2 separate regions of the Mus musculus genome follow, and region 2 is linked to region 1. A link is a contact called in public HiChIP or PLAC-seq data. All regions are on one chromosome and are shown on one strand. The core of a region is the stretch at or near the end of the contact, and the rest is flanking DNA. Distances in the headings are between cores, read along the strand shown.

Evidence for each region. HiChIP or PLAC-seq counts read pairs in DNA pulled down with a chosen protein or histone mark.
Region 2: a contact with region 1 is called in an H3K4me3 HiChIP or PLAC-seq map of embryonic hindbrain, with 4 times the contacts expected there. The contact joins the enhancer-like site here to the promoter of E130018O15Rik in region 1. A contact is called at or near these places in 10 of 39 promoter capture datasets (the C10 cell line, the HPC-7 cell line, cranial neural crest and 6 more), 1 of 15 datasets of contacts at CTCF or cohesin (large pre-B cells), 55 of 484 Hi-C or Micro-C datasets (the AML12 cell line, B cells, the C10 cell line and 37 more), 10 of 115 datasets of contacts at active chromatin or transcription factors (craniofacial prominence, embryonic basal ganglia, embryonic forebrain and 7 more) and 4 of 9 other capture datasets (adipose tissue, embryonic stem cells, liver and 1 more).

The regions. Positions count from the first base shown.
Region 1 is chr5:35,385,546-35,392,724 of GRCm38.p6, reverse strand. It overlaps E130018O15Rik (RIKEN cDNA E130018O15 gene), which reads left to right and starts at 4,249. Exons shown (of 2, transcript NR_152157.1): 1 at 4,249-4,300. It overlaps Hmx1 (H6 homeobox 1), which reads right to left and starts at 3,864. Exons shown (of 2, transcript NM_010445.4): 1 at 3,236-3,864; 2 at 1-987. The coding sequence starts at 3,608. The coding sequence ends at 362.
Region 2 is chr5:35,492,550-35,499,728 of GRCm38.p6, reverse strand. No RefSeq gene overlaps it. Among named protein-coding and RNA genes, the nearest start is that of Cpz, 29 kb to the left of the region's middle. Within about 2 kb of position 3,543, at least 7 of the 459 cell types and tissues checked have an H3K27ac peak or open chromatin away from gene starts, as enhancers often do.

The DNA of each region.
Region 1 (7,179 bases), core at 3,000-5,499:
TCCCTTGGAAGGGGCCCCTGATGTCTGGGTTCCTGCAAGATCCCTCCCGAGAAAAGGACAATGTGAATTAGGGCCAGGATGCCTCGGGACAGTCGCCATACGGTTCCTCGGCCAGCCCATTCCAAGTGTCCGTTTGCTGACTCGGAGCCGGCATCTGCTCAGCACTCCGTGCCGGCGAGAGCTAGCGCATCGCCGCGGCTTTCCATCGGAACGGGTCTCCAGTCCTGCAGCTGGCTGCGAGTCCCGGCTGCCGCCGCTGTCCGGTACACTGTAGAGCAGCTGCCCACGGAGACGGCCGCTCGAGGGACTGCGAGGTGCGCGGCGCCTTCCCCCAACCGCCTCCTACATGGAGGGCGCCGGCTCACACTAGCCCCGGCATCTGCGCGCGAAGGAAGGGCACCGAGGCGGCGGCAGGGAAGGCGGCAAGCGGGTAAGCAAGCGCGCCCGAGAAACCAAGCAGCGGCGGCGGCGGTGCGGGTGCGGGCGGCGCCAGCGGGAAAGGCAGCGCGGGCCCCGCGGCGGCCGGGGGACTCTCGTGGTAGAGCACCGGCACGCGGACCAGGCGCTGCGCACCCGGCGGGGACAGGCTGGCCGCCTCCAGCTCCGCTGCCAGCTGCCGCTTCCACTTGTTGCGGCGGTTCTGAAACCAGATCTTGACCTGCGTCTCCGTGAGCTGCAGCGAGGCGGCGAGGCCCGCGCGCTCTGCGCTGCTCAGGTAGCGCTTCAGATCGAAAGTGGACTCGAGCTGGAAGACCTGGCTGCGCGAGAAGACCGTGCGCGTCTTCTTCCTGCGGCCACCGCGCGCCTCCCCTGTCGCCGCCGCCGCCACCGCTGGAGCCTCGGCCAACTCCGCCGCCTCCTCCCCGCCGGTCGCCGGGCCCTGCGTCGTCACCTCCCGCGGAACGGTTCCCGGCCCGGGGCACCGCGGCCAGGCGCTCTCTGCGCGGCCCATCTCCTCGCCGGTCTCCGGAGAGTCCCGGTCGCTTGCTGCAGGGGAGAAACGGGCATAGTGGCGGGTTCTAAGGGTCTGCCTTTAGGAGTCACTGAGACTGGCTTCCTCCCACCTTCAAATCCTCCTCACTCAAACGCTACAAACTGGGAAACACGCCCCGCGTACGGGTTGCGGGGGCGGGAGGGGGTTGGGGTGCCGGCAGGAAAGTAGCAGAGGCCAAAAATGAAGCCCAGGACCTGGGCCGCAGCAAACACGTGGCAGCGCACACCCAGAGAAGGACAGAGAAAATTCTCGAAAGAAAAAGGCTAATCCAAAAGACAAACTGACATCTGAGACTGCCCCTGGCTCAGCTCTACCTCAGCCCCCAACCCACCGCCAACTCACAAAAGGCTGGCAGAGGACCGGGACAAAAGAAAGGATGTCCTTCAAAGTTATGTACACACAGAGACTGACATACAACCTAACCGCCAGGGGCTGAGACCTCCCCATCACACACGTGGAGCAGACATCAAGGAAACAACTCTTAGGAGAAACAAATGCACATTCCCCAGAGAAATCCCACCGGGTGACATTGGCACAACCCCGACCCAGATCCCCTCAGAGGCAGGCCCTCTGCAGCAGCAAAATATGCTCCAAGAGACCAAGGAGTAAGGCTGTTCTACCAATCACTGCATTCCTACCCTGCCCCAACCATCTCCTACGCTTGGGGTCTTGCCCACAGAGGACCTTTGGGCTCATGCTCCAAGTCCCAGATTCAGGGCGTACAAGGGATGTCACCAGGTTAAATAAGTTCCCGTGGGCTCCCACTTCTCCTCTAGACATCTGGGTCCATGAAACCAATTCAGGCTGGTCTGTCCTTCTGCCTGACCGATGGATCAGAGGTCAAGGTGGGTTTTGGCCCAGGTTATGCCTCAGTACAGTGGACTTGTGCTTACAGCTAAACTCCGCCTGGTTTCCTTGAAAGCATCCCCCTCAGTGCCCATGCAATGTCGCCTAGCAGGATGGTGTGTATGCAGCCAGACCATAGGGGAGGTCCTACAAAGACACCCAAAGCCCCTACACTCGGAGGTCTGTCCATGTGTTGCCATAAAGTGCTAATCTGACTCACCTGCTCGCTTGACTCAACAGGAACAGAGAACTCTAACCCGCATGGCACGAAATAAGGCAAAAGGCCGGGGTGGGGTGGGGGTGGGGGTGGTGGTGACTATTGGACTACAGGTGAGGATGGCCCAACTAAAAGGGAGAATAAAATGCGCCCTGCAAGAGCCTCCTCACTGGATACTACTGACCCCTGTTTAAGCTTATGTAAAGAAGGCAGGCATTCCAAACCTGGGCTGGGAGACTTGTCCTACTCCATACCAGGAGTGGGGTGAGTACCTAATAGAAAAGAACGGGCCCCAGGCCACCTCCTACCCCAAAGCTTATACACAGAGCCTGGGTGGGCACCCTTTAGTTATATATAAGTCTGTGTGTTTAGGGACCCGGCTGGCTCAAGGGGCTGGGGTGAGGAAGGTTGAAATACCCTTCTAGTCTCAAGGGTTGCTCTCTAATGAGCAGGTCCTAAGAGAGGTTGAGGTCTGGACCCTCTGGAGACAGGCAGTCAGAGTCAGGATGTCCAGGCCAGAGGGGTAAGTGGGTTCTGGGACTGAGAAGCCCCCACCCCCATTCTCTGAGCCCTCTGCAGGAAACAAAGGCCAAAGAGGGGGAGGGGCAAGAAAAGAAGAGAGGGGTGGGATGGACCCTTCAGAGTGGGCTCCTACCAGCCTCAGCCTTTGGGCCTGAGAAGACCCAACGCAGGCTCAGGCCCAGCCCATGGTCTTACTGCGCAGCAGGGAGGGCAAAGGATACTTTGGGGTTGCAATTGCTATAGAAGAAGGCCTCCCATCCAGCCTCCATAGCTGTGGTCTCTCAGCTCTGCCCCTTTTATTTTAGTGCTTGACCCCCGCGGCCTCCCCTCCTCTGCCACCTTTCCTCTTCCTTCACTTCCCTTTCACCTTCGATGTTTCTCCAAACACACTCTTTCCCCTTCTCATCTTTCCGAGGCCTATTTCACTCTCCTCTCCGAATTTTGTGTTCTTGGGCCTGATCCTAGCCTTAGCAGCTTCCTACATGCAGTGCCATCCCCAGTCTCCAACAATTGCCCATCCAAGGGGATCTCATACCACCCAGGCCCCAGTACACAGGAAGACTAGGAGCTCACTAAGCCCGAAGTCACCAAAAGAATGCATAGGGAGGGAGCAGAGCCCTGACCATTGCCCACCCCTTCCCCGCAACCTCACTCACTGTCAGGACTTAGACCACCTCCGTAGCCGCCGTGCACCCGTGGGTACCACCGCGTTGTACCTCCGCAGCCGAGCGCGAAGGGCGGGCCGGGCCCAGGAGGCGGCCGGGGCCCTAGGCCCAGTGCCCGGGCCCTCGCCTCCCCGCCCGGCCCGCTGCCCGCGCGCTGCTGTCGCCGCCGCTGTAGTCGTCGTCGCGCCTGCTCCGGATCCTCGTCCTCGGGGTCGTCGTCGTCCTCTTCCTCTTCCTCGCGGACGCCATCGCCCTGGGTTGAGCGCCCCGCGCCCTTGGCCTCGGCTGCTAGCAGGTTCTCGATGAGGAAGGAGGAGGCGCGAGCTGGTGTGGCGCGCCCGGGCTCGGTCAGCTCATCCGGCATCGCGGCCGCGGGCCCGTCGGGCAAGGCTGGGATCCTGGGGGTCCCTGGTTGCCTGGGGCGCAGCTGCTCTTCCCGGCCCCGTTTGGATAGTGGCGAACGGCCGCCTGGCGCACGCGCGGCCTGGCCCTGGAGAGCCGCTGCCCGGAGTGAGGGCGTCGGGCTCCACGAGGCGGGCGTCGGCTTCTGTGCCGGGCTGGGCTGGGCGGGAGCGGGTGCGCGCGGACGGCCGTTCCCGCAGCAGCCTCCCTCGCGTTTCTCCGAGCGGTTCAGGTCGCCGCCCCGGCTGGCCTCACGGGAGGGGGAGGGGGCGGTGCCGGGGGCGGGGCGGCGCGAGTTTCGTAGGCTCAGCCCCAACGACCCGCTGCAGCCCGGAGAGAAGCCATTGCCGGAGATGCTGCCCGGCCGGACTCTGCGCGCAGGTGGTGGCAGGGCCCAGGGCAGGAGACCCGGTGGTCCTGGGGGTACGACCCCGCGAGATGCGTTCCGGCGCCCCCCACCCCGGTACCCGCGCCAGGGAGTGGGAGAAGGCGGGGCCTCGGCTGGGAGGTCGACCATTGGCTACAGGGTCGCTGTGAAGCCCAGACTGGCCAATCGCATCCGAGGAGAGCCTTGCTCACCCTCCGGGAGCGTGTCGGAACCCGCAGAACGCTCGGTTTGTGCGTGAGTCCCTGTGACTGTGTATTTGCGCGCGGGTAAGGACTATTGCCGACTGGGCCGCAGTCTTTTTCTTTTTTTTTAAGACCTCGCGTGTAATTTAAAACGGGGATTCTGCCAAAACAAGTTTGCAGAGACGCAGCATGTTTTAACTCTTACGCGTAACGAAATATGCTCTTGGTGCCATCGCGCTGCGATGGAATGCTCTCATATCCCGGGCTCAGTTTCGGTGTGTAAAGAGAGTCAAGCCCGAAGGTGCCCCATGGTGTCACGCTGGGTAGGAACAGATTACATTTGCTCTGGCACCTCCATTGCCCGGCCTTCTCACTCTCTTTCAGGCTGGTAAGAGCTTCGTGCCTAGCCACTGTGCGGGACTGCAGGTCTTGAGGAACAATTCCTCTTTCTGCCTCTCTTGCCCTGCACAAAGTGAATTTTCTTCCCCCGCTTCAGGAGCAAGGCCGCAGAGGGTAACCCAGACTTCGCTGAGACCAACGGAGCTGTGATCCACTTCCAACAGGAATAGGGGGACAGCCTAGTCACTGAGCGGAACGCTTCACTGGATGCGGGTTATCACGGAAGGCCCATCTAGCTGCTCAGTGCGGGTCACAGACAGTGCGTAAAGAAGTGTGTCCCACTGTCCAGGAGAAGGCAACTGCAGGCCCGGAGCCCACTTTGTTTAATCTCCCCAACAAGAGAAATAGAGGGAAATAGAGTCACCCTATACTTCAAAGGGAAAAACTAATGTGAAAAGAGAGCGCTTCCCCTCCCTCCCACTATAAGTGGCTCTTGAGGATATAGAAGGATGGATGAGCCGCCAGGCTAAGGAACCTTTGGGGTCTGCACCCTGGCTAGAAACCTGGATGGGAAGTGGGTTTTGTGCACGATAGGACTTGATTTTGGAGCCATATTGGGCAAGGCAAGAGGAATCGCTGGCAAGCAGCCACATTTCATAGGTGAGGGCTCTGAGTCAAAGTTGGGTGTCTCCAACTTTGACTCAGAGTGTCCCAAGTGCTGTTACTTCCTGGGTGTCCCAGCTCAGACATACTCAGGGACCTGGGTAGAGGTGGGGGCGGGGAGGGAGAAATTAGCAATGATATTTGTTTGTAGGAATCAGGCACAACCCCTGGGCCGGCCAATTCAGGTTGGTTTTGTTGTTGGTGGTGGTTTGTTTTTGTTTTGATATGGTTTTTCGTTTTTCCGAGTTAGGGTATCTATGTTAGCCCAGAGATCCTTTTGCCCCTGCCTCCTGAGTGCTGGGATTAAAGGCATGAGGCATCACTGCAGGGCTCGGGGTTGTTTTTTGAAGTGATGAAGAAACAGACCAGAAAGGAGCCCTACTAAAAATGGTGATGGAGAGAACCGTCCAACTTCTGCAAGTTCCAGGCTCCCCTTGTGAACAGTACCTTCCTGCTTGTAAAATGGAGCCTGTTGGGTGGGTGCTGTGGCTTCCATTTTATTTCTCTGCTCTCTGGATGGGGGAGCCAGGCTGGGCTTCTTAGGCACCAGGGTTGTAATTCCCTCTGCCCTAGGGCCCTGGCCCTTGGTCCTGGCCCCTTGTGGTTACACCGGTTACACCTTACACCGTGGATAAGTGCTGCTCCCATACTCCATTGGGCAGAGAGAGACCTGCCTGGTCTTACCCAGCACTCCCTCTGGAGCCGTGCATCAGAGTGGCGCCTCAGTACTAGACCAGCAAGGGATGGTGGTCAGAAATGGGGAAAGGGCATCCACATCTCCTGGTACTGGCTTGGGAGCACTAGAAAGAGGGTGACAGCCACACTACTTGGCCTCTGGATCCTACGGACTACAAGTGGTGGTACCACTCAGGAGCAGGGTGTGTATGTGTCAGGAACTCCCAAGTTAGCCCTGTGGGTGCTCACCCAGGTCCTGGGGGCCCCAAGCTCAGCCTACACGGAGGAGAGCAGAGAGGTACTGCTTGAATCCTTCCTTGCTGCCAGAGTTTTAGCACTGATGCTGCCCAGCGTATAGGCTGGTTTGTCCCAATTCAAGGCCAATTTGGCTGAGGAAGTAAGGCTGCCAAGCACTAACCCAAGCAGCAACTTCTGGTGCTGCCTTGCCAGAGCCCTCTATATTCCTCCACAGAGTTCTGGGGCTGGAGGACTGTCCCCTTCCAAGCCATGCCCATCCATGTTCACACACAGTAGCTGTGCAGGCTGTGGCATCTCTCCCCACTTTATCCTGCTGCCTTGTTTCTGTCTCACCTATCCTGTGTACTGAGATCTGTCAGGAAACCTGCCAGGCCTTAGCAGAGTCTGCCTGGTCCAGAGGCTGTACTTCACAAATGTCCCCTAAATCTGCGCGATTGGATCTAGGGCGGCAAGAGGATCCGAGTGGCCAGCTGCAGGACCACTTCAGACCTTTTCACCAACAAGCCTTTCATTTGGAAAAACTTGACAAAATGCCTATTTTACATGTTTTTTTTAAATTACTATATTTTGCCTCCTTCATCCCTCGCCTGACCCTGTTTCTTCTCACACCACCCCCTATATGACCCAAGTGTCTGCCTACTCTTGGGTTTTGATTGACAAAACACTCCATGTGCACTTCCCCAACTTATTTTCAAAGGCAATTACTGCTACGGGTGTGAGGGGATTGGACCCAGGATCCCCTCAGATGTCAAAACCTGCAGGTGTCCAGTTAGCTCAGGCTAGCCTTGTGTTCTAGACAGTGCTCCCATCCCCACCTTCTCAGTGCCTGCACTTGAAGCTTTCACTACCACATCCAGTTGCTGCTTAAAGAAAAAACATAGTAGCATTTGACTGCGTGCTTCAAATGACTCTAGACTGCTGATAGACCTACTAAGATGTGGCTGCTGTGAGGTGGCTGTTTTGCAGCATTTAGGGAGTCATGGCCAACGGATCTGTGCCCGACATGGGATAGATGCAAGTTTTCCTTT
Region 2 (7,179 bases), core at 2,294-4,793, 110 kb before region 1:
CTCATTAAGAACAGCCACTAAAGACCAGGAGGTGACAGCTCCTGCATGCAGATGAAGGAGATGGGTGGTGGCTGTTAAATGATTCACCTCACAGAGGTAGAGATGGGGTGGGTAAGTTGCAAGGTCTGGGTAACATTGGCTCAGCAGAGTTTCCACCACATTCTTCTATACCTTAACCTGGCGATACTCAGAAATGGAACTTTTGGGGGTGATTAGGTTCAGATGAGGTCATGGGGGCCCTCATGAGGAGATTAGGGTTTCTGAAAAAGATACACCTGAGGACCTTCTTTCTCTTTCTGTCCCCACCACTTGTGGATGAAGATCATGAATGGAGTCAGGTCAGGAACAGAACCTATCAGCCGTGTGGCCTTGTGTAGCCAGCCACACTATGAGGGACAGGTGTCCTTTGAGGTGCCATCTGTGGCCCTTGGTGACTGCAGCCCTAGGGGTCTGTGTCCCACTGACTGAGGTTATTTAATGCTAGACTTCCATGCAGTTATGGGCAGGTCAGGCTGGGACATCAACAGTAGATAGGCAGGCACATCAGAGGAGTTAGATTGGTTACAAGGCAACTTCGAGAACCTACGGCTGCCTCGATACCAGCTCTGTAGAAGGGGCCTCTGTCTGACACCCTGTCCTGACAGTTTTCCCAGCCTCAGCTCTGTGGCCCCCAGAGACTGTGATTAGCTGGCAGGAGTGTGCAGGTCCTACTTCCTCTGTTCTGCCTTAGACAGTGTCCTGCCTGCCCAGACCTGGACTATAGCCTCCGGCATCTGTGCTCTAGGCGTCAGGATCACAGCCACCCCGAGAAAGAGAAGCCTCTTTGGAATTCTGTGACGCTGTAGCTTCAGTTTCGAGCTGCACATTCGGAAGGTGCTGTGAGGTTCAACAAAGGCTCCCCATCTTGCTATCCCTCTGTTTCCAGTCCTAGGCAGGCCACTGCTCTCTGCTTTCCACTCCTACGGGTGGGCATCTCACATGTTTCCTTCTTTGTCCTCCTGGGCTGTAGCTGAGGAGAAACCCTGAGACAGGAAATGGACACAGGATGCTTTCTCCAGCTTGGGGCAGGCCTTCTACAGGAACAGTGGGCTTCTGTCAGCCACTTTACTCCTGTGGGGGAGGTGAGGGTCAGAGGACCCCATACTGGGACATGGGCAGAGCTCCTAAGAGGCTCCCCTGAAGACCACCCTGCCCATGGACCTTGATGGAGTGGGATCTGTCCTCAGAAAAATGGACTGAAACTCCAGCCCCAGGACTCACAAATGTGACCCACAGAGGGGAGCAGGGATCTCCAGCGTGGGGCCTTTACAGGGCCCCTCCCCTCCCCTCCCCTCCCCTCCCCTCCCCTCCCCTCCCCTGCCCTCCCCTCCCCTGCCCTCCCTTCCCCTCCTCCTTCTTCTTCTTCCTCCTCTTCTTCCTCCTCCTCTTCTTCTTCCTCCTCCTCCTCCTTCTCTTTCTCCTCCTCCTTCTTCTCCTTTCTTTTGGAATGGGAGACTGAGACAGGGTTTCTCTGTGTAGCCCTGGCTGTCCTGGAACTCACTCTAGAGGCTGGCCTCAAACTCACAGAGATCCACTTGCCTCTGCCTCCCAAGTTTTGGGATTAAATGTGTGCACCACCAAGCCCAGCCAACTTCTTTTTTAATGGCAGGAACTTCTGTTTTCCAGGACTCATTTGTCACCACAAAAATTACCCTCTGCATGTAACATTCACCAGGTGACAGAGGTGTAGCTAAAAGCTACATATTCACAGGTGGGGATGGCTGTCCTGTGCTGTCCTTGCGGTCAAAACTAAGAAGGAGGTTTTTTTGTTTGCTTGTTTGTTTTCTGGTCTTCTGATGTTGTTTGGTGACCGATGTGTCTTCCTCGTAACCCTGCTTCTTCATGGCATAGCAGGGAAGCCACTGCTCAAGACTGTAGCCCATCTTCCTCATTCTGAGGACGGCATCACCAGGTTCCTGATGGTAAATGCTCAGGGAGACCTAAGATGACGCCACCGCTGCAGGAGAGGGTCTCAGCAGCCTGGCTGTGGCCTGCTAGGACCACTGTTGTGAACCCCCGCAAAGCTGTTCCCGAGGGGCCAGCCGCCTCTCAGCAGCAGCCCCTCTCCACAGTTAAGTCAATTTGTCTCCACTGAGTAGAGAGAATCGCAAAGCAAACAGATTACGCTCACACCATTGAACTGCTGGCACTTGGCCTCTGAGGCTGGAGGGACTCTGCCCTCCAACCTACTGAGCAGACAGCTTGCACAGAACAGACTGGGGGGGTGGGGGTGGGGGGGATGCTCCCTGGATGTGAAGGCTCCTAAACCCATTCTCCTTTCTTGTACACTACAGAGTGAGCCCTTTGCCCCTCAGGTGCCCCCTGGGAAGCAGTACTTAGGTGAGGTTACTTGAGGGCCTGGCATACCTTAGGTGCCTCAAATCTGATAAGTGCTGTGATGGCTTCTAGTTTATGAGACCCCAGAAGCATCCTTGGCTATGGCAGGTGGATTCTGATGTCACCCACTGGCAGAAAGGGGCATCCTGGGGCCAAAGTGGGACAACTTCACCGCCTTGTTTCTTTATCACTTACCCCATGTTTATCCTTAAAGGGGTCTAGGAACTCATTAGCTTTTAGGGGTGCCTGAGCCTGCATTTCCAGTGGCTTGAGCTAGCTCACAGGGACAATACGGCAAAGCCAGATAGAATGAATAGTTATCTGAACAGAAAGACACGATAAAAGTCAGGGTCAGGAAAACACGCAAGCACACCAGTCAGAGCCCCACATAGGCTTGAGAGAGGACTGGGCCTCACACAGAGGGATGGTGATGTAGCCCAGTTGCTGCATGCAGGAAGTGGGCCTTCATCACCAAGAGGAAGATGATGCCCCCATTTTGGGCAGGGAAGAGGTGGAGGGGGCTAGTAGTGCCTCACCACTGTTTTTGGCAAATATTTAGTGTGTGTCTACTATTTGCCCTGTGTTTGCCTCAGAATGTGTGCTGGGACCTGGGTGGCGGCTGAGGACGGGCTGGGAATGTGGTCCTAGGCTATGGATAGGAGATGTGGCTCATGGATGGGTGGGTGTAGCTGGCGACAGAGCTTTGTGTCCACGTGTTGCTTATTCTCATGTTCTATCCTAAGCCTGACACCGCTCCTTCCAGCTGGGGCTCCATAGGCTTGCCTACGGAGGAGAAGTACGAGTGTATTGTACTTGCTGATCCAAGGAGATAGTGTGGACAGAGAAAAGGGAGGCCTGAGCCCGAAGCCCAGCCTCTGTGCATACAAAGCCTGCGGTTGTAGATGCTCCAACCAGGCCAGGGTCTCAGGGTCAAGCCCATGCTGCAGAATTAATGTGCAAGATAAACAGAGCCCGGAGGGCTACGTCCCAGTCTCTGGCAGGTCAGAGGTCTGCTCTTGAGGTGTGAGAAAAGGTTCAGAGGGATAAGGTCTGCAGCCCAGACTGGCCCACAGAGGGCTGGCTGAGCCTCTCCCAGCAGGTCCCTGGCTGTGTGGGGGCAGGGAACAGGGGGCAGAGAATCAACTAGACTCATTACTCAGGAAAGGCCACGAAAGCAGCTGCCACTCTCGGCTGCCTGAATCCATCAACATCAGCAAACCCCTCCCCTTGGCCCGAGCTGCCCTGGCCCAGCATCTCCAGCCTCCAACCTGCTGTGGCCTCAGGGAGGGGATGGGGTGAGTGCAAGGGGTTGAGTAGCAGGCCAGGAGGACTAGGATCCCCTGGGCTACACTTCTGAACAGGTGCCCTCCCCAGGGTGTTTTGGCATGAGCTGTTAAGATTTGATGGGCTTCAGTTCTTACTACAGTGTAGTCACACATCAGGACACGTGCTGGCCCCAGGTTGGGTCTATGTCCAAGGACATGGCCAAGCCTTGGGGTTCTGTTTCTCATCCAGGAAGCCAGTGGAGAAGGGCAGCAGCATAGGTGTGCTAAAGCCATGGGAAGGTCTGACTTTGCTACATGGCCTGGGCTACAGCTGGAGCCTCAGTCGTAGAAGCATGGGGCACTGGTGCCATCTTCCTGGACCAGCTTTGTTCTGTGTCTGCTGCTTTGCTCAAGCTACTCCTAGGAAACAGTGGGAAAGAGGCAGGGGCATGCCAATGCGGATGGCATTGGGTGTGCAATGCCAGCCTTCCCTGGTCTGCAGGGAGTCTAGGGCAGGAGGTGAGGAAGGAGGACAAGGAAGTGTGTTCCTGTGACACATGGCTCCTTGCCCATCTTGTCAATGTCTGGTGTACATTGTCACTTGAGAGGTACTGAGAAGGAAGAAAGCATCTCCTGGTCCAGGAAACCCAAGAAACTGCACCTCTTGTGTCTTCCCAGGCTGCTCACCAGCCTCACAGATGCAGTAGGCACAGGAGAATCACATTCTGTATTCTTCACTGCCCAGCCCCTTCTGCTCCTCCACATAGCAGAGGCTGAAGCAGAGGCAGAGATGAGTCTATCCATATCAGCTTACCCTGGCCAGGGGCTGGACTCTGTCCTGCAGGGCCCCATGCACTGGTGTCTTCCCGCTTCTCCGGCGGACTCCTCAGTAAAGGAGGGGTATGAGGATCCAGGGGCAGGGCCAGGGTGAGATCATGGGGCCCAGGAGATGGGCCAGGCTCTGCCTGTATATGGTAGTCATGGAGTCTGGCCTGGCGAGGCTGGTGAGGGCAAGAGGCATGCTTCACAGCTGGCTATCCACTCTAAGGGCCATGCTCAGAATCCTGGCCTGGGGTCTCTGCCCTGCTGGAGCCTGCCCTCATGCCTACCCGGAAACATCAAAGCATCTGCCTGTGGGGCTGAGCAAATACCTCCTGCCCACTGACCAGAACGGCCCTCTGCTTCTGACCCCTCTCATAGAGACCAAATGCGAAGCAGATTCTGCTCTCGCAGATCAGGGACTCCAAGCTAAGAAGCTGGGGGAAAGAGGCTGCTCCCAGGAGACAGGGCCAGAGAAGTGCCTGGTTCTTTTCCTGCAAGGGCATCTGGGGGTGAGGGTGGGGGTGGGGGTGGGACTGTCCAGACAGAGCCTGGGGGTGAGGAGGAGCAGGGCTCTCCCACTTCTGCAGTCAGCCTCCTTCTGTCTCCCTCTTGGACAGCATAGTGAGGTGTGAGCCCCTGTAAAGCATGGGACATAGCTGGCAATGATAGTTGCGTCTTCTCCCTTCTTCATACATGGCCTCTGGGGCACTATGGAGAGGGCGGGTGCTGAGTAATGCAGTCACAAGCCATCAGAAATCAGCAGCCTTGGTAGAGAAGAAGGCCGGAGTAGATGCCTCCAGAGTCTACATCAGGAGCTAGCTCCTCGTTATCAGCTCTGTGACAGTCATTTCAGATCTCTGGTCAGAACTACAGAAACTGCATCTGTGTCGTTTGAGCCTATGTGTGGCAGCAGCCATGGGAACTTGTCGGAGAAGTCATGTCATCTCCTGTCTTTGCTCATTTGTTTCCTTCCTAAATCAGTAATTTAACAAACTTCTATACATTCTTCACAGCCCAGTGGGCCAACACTTCTAGCCAGATTCCATGAGTTTTCTATGCAGACTGATTGATGTTCACGCCTCCAGTGTAGACATAGCGTTTGGAAGCAGCAGCTTGTCTTACTCACACTTGCACACAGGCCCTCTTTAACCTAGTGCGGATCCTCACCTCTCGCTCCCGTCAGGCCTTCTGCTGAGTAAGTACGCAACCAACTCTAGCCAAAGTGATCGATGGACTGAAGACACGAGGTTCACCCAGGAGTCTCCCTGCTCTCTTATAATAAACATTTACGAGGAGAGATTTATGGGCGTGGGAAAGATTTATTGGAAGGCGGTATTAGCAGGACCCACGTCTGCTGGGTAGACTATGTCTTGGGAAAGCAGCCTGAGCCCCTCGGGGAGGGTTGAGGGGGGACAAGCTGGAACCTGCAGACCAGGCAGAGGTGTCCCCAGCTGCCTAAGGACCAGGAGTTCTGGCAGGTGTGATGGTGTCTTGCATCTCCTTCCTTGTGAGGTTGGGTTTGAGATACTTGGGGTCTCGGAGGCAGATCTTTGTCTGACAGACAGTACTCTGTAGCATGCGGTGAATCAACTCGAAAGCTCCATGTGCTAGCAGACCATCCCGGCTTCTTCCTGGCATCAATGCTAACCAGTCCAGGGTCAATTTCACCCACAGGGTCAACCCTCTACCATTCCTACCCCAGGAGGATCACAACAGGGGCTCAGGATCCTGGCAGCCAGGGAAGAGCTGGATGTGCTCGCTAGATGAAGTCCTTGATAGCAGGGCCACACTCAGATGCCCGAGGCAGCAGCAAGGGGCTGGGTAAGGATGAAGAAACTAAGGCACAGGATGTCAAAAGGCTGCTACTTGGAGAGGCACCCCGTCCTAGGGCCTTGATACCCTGTGCACTGCGAGGGTAGCCTGGAGCCACTCCTGCTCTCTTGCAGCTTCTCACAGATGCTTACGTTCATTGGCTTGTGACCGCATCACTCAGTGTTGTTCATTGGCTTGTGACCACATCACTCAGCCTCTGCCCTCTCCTGAGCGTCCCAGAGGCCATGCACAGCGGGGAGGTCCACTTGTCATTGCCAGCCATCCCAATGTGCCTTCAAGGGTGTCTGTTCCTCTCTGACATGTTGCAATCACTGTTAAACTTTACCTGGTCCTGGTGCTGAGCTGAGGTTTTGGTGGGCTGGGCAGTCTCTCCATCCCTGAGCCACATCCCAGCTTAGGACTCATCTTATTAACGGTCAAGCTGCAGGGATGTGCTGTGTAGTGAATGTGGAGGGAGCCATCTATCAATCTGAAGAGGACAGGCATCTTAGCTCTCAGGAGCCTTGCTTCCCGGGTTTATTGGGGTCTCCTGGTGCCTGCCATGTTCCCCAGGCCCTTCCCACGGGGACTGTCTTGAGATTTATCTCTGGCTGTTTTGACTTTGCTGTTGCTATTGTGCTGATTAGATTTTCAGTCTGTGAAGTTTAATCTGCTTTTATTTCTTTTAAAATTACATTTATTTATTTATTCACTGTGTATGTTGGGAAGGGAGAATGCAGCATTGTGTGTGGAGGTAGGATGACAACTCGTGGGAATTGAGTCTTCAATCATGTGGGTTCTGGGGATTGAACTCAGGTCCTTAGGCTTGGCAGCAAGCCCCTTTACCTGCTGAGCCATCTTGCCTGCTCTGGTCTGCTTTTGAGATCCTGCTGATAGAGTGTTG